Linked DNA regions of Oryctolagus cuniculus: region 1 is linked to region 2. The links are chromatin contacts, called in public Micro-C maps. All regions are on one chromosome and are shown on one strand. The core of a region is the stretch at or near the end of the contact, and the rest is flanking DNA. Distances in the headings are between cores, read along the strand shown.

Region 1 (3,037 bases), core at 264-2,763, 530 kb after region 2:
TCCACAATATTTTAAGGTTTCCAAATGCTATTTAGGATAAATCCAACCATCTTAACTGAATCTCTGCCTACCTTTCTAATCTCATCCTATCATCTTCCAAAGGCACCCTGTCAGTCATACTACACACTTCTCTCTCTCACTGTGACGGCATTCACTCATTCCTTGGCTCACACAGTTCCCTCTAGGATGACTTCTGACCACCTTCCACAGCTGGTTCAAGTGTCATCTCCTCAGGGAAGCCTTTCTTCTCTGCTCCCACCTCTCCCTTCCATAGCCCCCATAGATGGCATTCCTTTCTGTCCCCCACTAAACCTTTTCCTTATTTTGAATCCAAAACTCACCATGGGTTACTCTATTTGTCTATTCCTTCCCCTTGGCTCAGAAACATCTGAAGACTGGGATTTTATATTAACCACATATCCCTAACATAATCCTGGAATACAGCATTCTTCTGAGCGTGTCCCCAATGATCTCTTTTGAATAGTGGAAAGGTTAATGTCATGCTTACAAATGCCAGCACAGAATGTCTGAAAATGCCAGGATCATCAGCCTTCCACATTTGCCAAGAGGAAAATGGAACACTCCTGCAAGGATCCTGATGACCAGGAAAGTCAGGTAAAGACAAGAGTACCTAAAAGAGAAACAGCCATCAGAGAGCTCACAAGTTGTGGGGAGATCACAGACAAACTTAAATGAGCAGAATAAATATAATCCAATTATTTTCATAGAACATAGAAGACATCTAGATGTATCAATTTATTAATGTTTTTGCGTTACTTCAGCAATAAAAATCACAAATTTTTTTTGTAACGTCAAAGTAAAGAAAATCTGATTTTATGATTTCAAAAACTCTATAGTCAAGCCTTTTCTGTTCTCAATATAAATTTTTGGCATGCTCGGGATGTAACACAGGGTGCTTATCTTCAATGTACGGGAAAAACCTAGATTGACATCAGTAAAAATCGTGATTGACGGAAAAGTTTGCAAGTGCCCCTTAAAAATGATGCCACAATATATAATACCATAAAGCCCCACACTCACTCTCAAGATTAACATTTCTGCCTGGAAAACAACTTTGCAGTTCCGTACCCAGAAGGGTCTGCGACAAAGGCCACAGAACACTAACCAGCTCAGACCTGTTCAGCGAATGCTACCCACGAGTGCGCGCCCGCGAGCCTGGTTTCACCTTCCCGCCCCCGGCAGGCGCCCACCGTAGGCGGCGGCGCTAGTGCTAGCACTCGGACTGGGACGCGTTGTGGGGAGAGGCCCTCAAGACTACGGGAATGTAAGAATGCACGCCCGTTATCCACACGACAGTACCTTCCTGCTCGCCCGAGGCAGGAAATCACCGTCCACTAGCAGAGAGCCGGCGGCGTCCCACCTGGAGCCCAGGCCCGGCCACGCGGGAAACAGCCCCCTTCGCTCCCAGCGCGCTTGCGTGCGGAGGGGCGGGGCGGGCACCCGGCGCGCGGCACTTGGTCCCGCCCTGCCAGGGTTAACGTGGGATTGGCGCTGCTCGTAGCCAATCGCCTGGCAGCAAGGTCAGCCCTGAAGGCTTCCGCAAGCTGCGCAGCGCCAGAGCCGGTCACTGGCTTTCGGAGAGTGAGGCTACGCTGCCTTCGGCACCAGGCTGGTCTTTGCGCCGTGCCGGCCGCCAGCAGTAGGCGGCGGGTAAGTGGCACGGTCGCGGCTGGGACGGGGCTGCGGCCTTTGTTGGTGGACAGCTGCCGGCGGACAACGGTGTGCCTCAGGCAAAGCGCTGGCTGCGGCTGCGTCCATGGTGCTGTGTCTGGCCGTGCGGGCCAGGTAACCCCCGAGGCTCGCCCCCGGGTTCCGGTCACGGTGCCACGAACCTGATGGGCTGTGCGGCCGCGAGGGCGAAGGGGCGGTGGGGGAGGCGCTGCGGCAGCGGCAGCCGCCGCTTTTGCGGAGTTTCCCCTGACCGGGAGGCAGTCTGGGGCTGCCCGGCCGCGGGGGACTCCCCTAGAGGGGGCCGCTGCGGTCGCGACTTCAAAGGCGCCGGCGAGGCCCAGCGAGAGCCTCCGGTCTGCCTGTAGAGCCATTGTTTGCGCGTCCTGGAGCGGGCGCAGACCTGCTGGGGAGGGGTGTCTGGACCTCGATAAGTACCACGCCTGCTCTGCCTTCCAGCTCGTGTAAATTTTGGGCCTTTCGAGCATTTATTTTTTTTTTCCAGCCTGTGGCAAGTGGAAAAACGATCTTGAGTGATGGCATGTTCTTACTCTAATTTATGGCGTTAAAAACAAGTATGGAATATTCAGTGTAAATTTGAGACTTTTGCTTTATCGTACTAAAACTTTCATCACCGTAAACCTTGATGCCTGTTCCTTAGATCTTCAGAGGTGAAGGGGACGTTATCTTCCGGAAACACTTGCTGGATGGGTTGAGACATTGCTCTCTCTATGCTAGTAACTACATAACAGAAAGGGTTTAGGTGTTTTTACATCGGAGCTGTCCCATGTGTCATCCAGCTCCGTTTTTCCCCTCCCCAGGATGGTAAGTCAGGTTTATTTTGTTTAAGGAATTCTTAAACCCAAGTAAATACCGCCATGAAATAACTGGAAACCTACCACTTCCTCTTTGGTGTTCATCTTGAAGGTAAAGAGGAAAGGAAAACACTTTAAAAAGAAAAAACTATAGAGGAGTTGACTAGAGAAATATTCAGAAGAAAGATTCATTCATTGCTTTATCTAGTTGTGTCACACCCTGAGAAACAAACTTTATCCCTTGGCAATGTAAATTTTACACCAAGTTATGTCAAAGCATGTTGCTCCCAGATTCAGTATTCAATAAGGAATGATTTGAACTCTACCTGCATTAGACTTAGAAGTCTGGCTACCTGAGATGCAGACTGGCTGGATCAGTACTGATTTTTTAAAGATTTATTTTATTTATTTGAAAGGCAAAATGACAAAGACAAGCAGAGACAGAAAGAGATCTTCCATCCACTGGTTCACCCCCCGCCCCCCAATGGTGTCTGAGGTCAGAGGTGGGCCAGCCAGAAGCCAAGAACCTTGTC
Region 2 (2,967 bases), core at 217-2,716:
ACCTTATGTGAGACAACTGGGTGAATCCTGAAGTAGACAAACAAACTTCTTAACAATGGTTGCAGCAGTTGAGTTAAATCTTAATTTCATTTAAGAGTAAGCTACTGGAGTTGGGCATTGTGGCATAGTGGGCTAAGCCCATGTCTGCAATGCCAGCATCCCATATAGGCACTAGTTTGAGTCCTGGCTGCTCCACTTCTGATCCAACTCTCTGCTATGGCCTGGGAAAGCAGTAGAGCATGGCATAGGTCCTTGGGCCCCTGTGCCCATGTGGGAGACCTGGAGGAAGCTCCAGTCTCCTGGCTTCAGATAGGCACAGCTCCGGCTGTTGCAGCCAACTGGGGAGTGAACCAGAGGATGATGGAAGACACCCCCCCCCCGGCCTCTTCTTCTCTCTGTGTAACTGACTTCAAATAAATAAATACATCTTTTTTTTATTTTTTCTTTTTCTTTTTTTTTTTTCTTTGACAGGCAGAGTGGACAGTGAGAGGGAGACAGAGAGAAAGGTCTTCCTTTTGCCGTTGGTTCACCCTCCAATGGCCGCCGCGGCCGGCGCGCTGCAGCCGGCGCACCGCGCTGATCCGATGGCAGGAGCCAGGAGCCAGGTGCTTCTCCTGGTCTCCCATGTGGGTGCAGGGCCCAAGCACCTGGGCCATCCTCCACTGCACTCCCTGGCCACAGCAGAGAGCTGGCCTGGAAGAGGGGCAACCGGGACAGAATCCGGCGCCCCAAGCGGGACTAGAACCCGGTGTGCCGGCGCCGCTAGGCGGAGGATTAGCCTAGTGAGCTGCGGCGCCGGCCCTTTTTTTTTTTTTTAAAAAAGGAGTGTTTGGCCAGCACTGCGGCTCACTAGGCTAATCCTCCGCCTCATGCCTCCAAGGCATGGCTCCTATGAAGGCCTGCCAGCACCCCAGGTTCTAGTCCCGGTTGGGGCGCTGGATTCTGTCCTGGTTGCTCCTCTTCCAGTCCAGCTCTCTGCTGTGGCCTTGGAAGGCAGTGGAGGATGGCCCAAATGCTTGGGCCGCTGCAACTGCGTGGGAGACCAGGAAGAGGCTCCTGGCTCCTGGTTTTGGATTGGCACATCTCTGGCCATTGTGGCCAGTTGGAGGGTGAACCAGCGGATGGAAGATCTCTCTCTGCCTTTCCTTCTCTCTCTGTAACTCTGAATTTCAAATAAATAAATTTTTTTAAAAAACGTCTACATTGTCAAATAAGTTATTAAAATTCCAGAAAAAGTCTTGGCATCAATCCAAGCTAGTCAAATTTTCAGGCAAGCTTTGACGTTTCCGACAGCAGCCTCTAGAGGGCAATCTCGTTTGCTGTTAATCAGCCCAAGTCCGCACTCCCTTCTCTCCCCTCTCTCCGCCTTCACTCTGGCCCCGCCTCCGAGCATGCCTCCGCCCCTATAGGGTCCCGCCCCCAAAGGACCCCGCCCCCATAGGGCCCCACCCCTGGCCCATCGCCCTCCCCCGCCCTCACTGCGTTTCCTCCAGCACTGGTTCTTGCCCCGCCTCTCAGCGCCCCGTACCGGAAAAGCCACCATAGGCCGCTCTGGCCTCTTGGAGGACTGATCATCGGTGTCCTGGGCGGTGCAGGAGCGGTGGGCGGGTCTGACGTGAGGAGATTTTTGGGTTCCCCCTGCTCCCTGAGTTTTGGCCTCGGAGTCCTTTGGCCATGGGACAGCAGGATGTGTGTAGGCTCCTGTGGAGGTGAGTGAAGGAGCGAGCGGCCGAGGGCTTGCTCGTCTGCTGCGCTCGACGGGGTGGGGGAAAAGGGCAGCGTGGAGACTGTGTGGGGTCGCTGTGGGGGTCGTAGCTCTGGGATCCGAGCCCCGGCCGTCCCCAAGCCCTCGCATAGCCCGCCTCTTCCGGGTTGCGGCTTTTCGCCCTCCGGCACCTTGTTTGCCGCAACTGCACGGTTTTCTGCCGTCCTGGCTGTTAGCCTGGACCTCCCATTTCTGTCCTTTGGCCCTGACTTCTTCCTTTCTTGGGCCTCGGATGCGGTCGCGACCCGTTGCGTGGCATGATTTGTGCCCCCACAGACACGCGCTGCAGCCGAGCTGACTTCGTTGCCCGGCTTTGCCCGGTGGCTGCAGCGTTGGCGCAGGCGTCGGGAACTTCGGCCAGTGTTGCGGAGTGAGGTGCAGACGCTGGGCTGAACTTTCTGAAGGCGCTGCTCACCACAGCCTGGGCTTAGCAAAAGAAAACTGGTAGCAGTCGTTTTGGGAAGCTGGGTTGCGTGAGCCTTGAAGCCTGCCCCGCCAGCCCGCGTGCAACGCCAGGGAGCACTGTGCCCAATTGGAGGGAGAACTGAGCTTAGAATTACTGTGCCCTTTGCGCCTGAACCGGTTGCCTTAGGGCTTTACTGCAGAGGGTCAGGGTGTTTTTTTAACAGTTTCTGTTTTAGGGGAAAACGTCTAGCTGTGTAACATTGTATCCGCAGACCTGGTTCCCTGATGTTTGTTATTCTTTGGTGTTTCTTTTCTTAAAAAAAACCAAAAAACAAAAAACAAAAAACTTTATACTTTTAAAATTAGTTGTGCACCTGTTGCTAGCTCATGGAAATCAGTACCTGTAATTATTGCTTGTTTGATCTTTTTAGCAAGTACCGAAGTGTTTGAGAAATAAATTGGAAGAGCATGTTTGTTAATCAAGTTAACTGAGTTGGGGAAGATCTGGTAATAACCACAGTTCACTTTGGCTTTATTCCACCCCACGTTTCAAGATGTGGACTGAATAGGCGAAGGCTGGGATGGATTTTAGATTTCTGATGCCTTTTCCAAGTCTCTTGGAGTGGACATTAACCTAGCAAAGCAGAGAGCTGAGGCCAAGGTTGTCCAGTCTGAAACAGCCTAACCCACAGATGTAGAAGGGAGCAGGGTACCACGGAGGATCCTGAGGGAAATGGGTCTCTCTCTGTGCTGTGGTTGACACTGTTGGGCAATCCCACTTGAACTCTGGCTTCTTT

The links. Hi-C and Micro-C count contacts between places; a contact is called where the count stands out from the background.
Region 1: a contact with region 2 is called in a Micro-C map of ear pinna, with 5 times the contacts expected there. The contact joins the promoter of ORMDL1 here to the promoter of HIBCH in region 2. A contact is called at or near these places in 2 of 6 Hi-C or Micro-C datasets (ear pinna and skin fibroblasts).

The regions. Positions count from the first base shown.
Region 1 is chr3:50,572,642-50,575,678 of mOryCun1.1, forward strand. It overlaps ORMDL1 (ORMDL sphingolipid biosynthesis regulator 1), which reads left to right and starts at 1,514. Exons shown (of 5, transcript XR_011387200.1): 1 at 1,514-1,671. It overlaps PMS1 (PMS1 homolog 1, mismatch repair system component), which reads right to left. Exons shown (of 14, transcript XM_008258829.4): 2 at 509-631.
Region 2 is chr3:50,038,751-50,041,717 of mOryCun1.1, forward strand. It overlaps HIBCH (3-hydroxyisobutyryl-CoA hydrolase), which reads left to right and starts at 1,467. Exons shown (of 14, transcript XM_002712340.5): 1 at 1,467-1,709. The coding sequence starts at 1,675.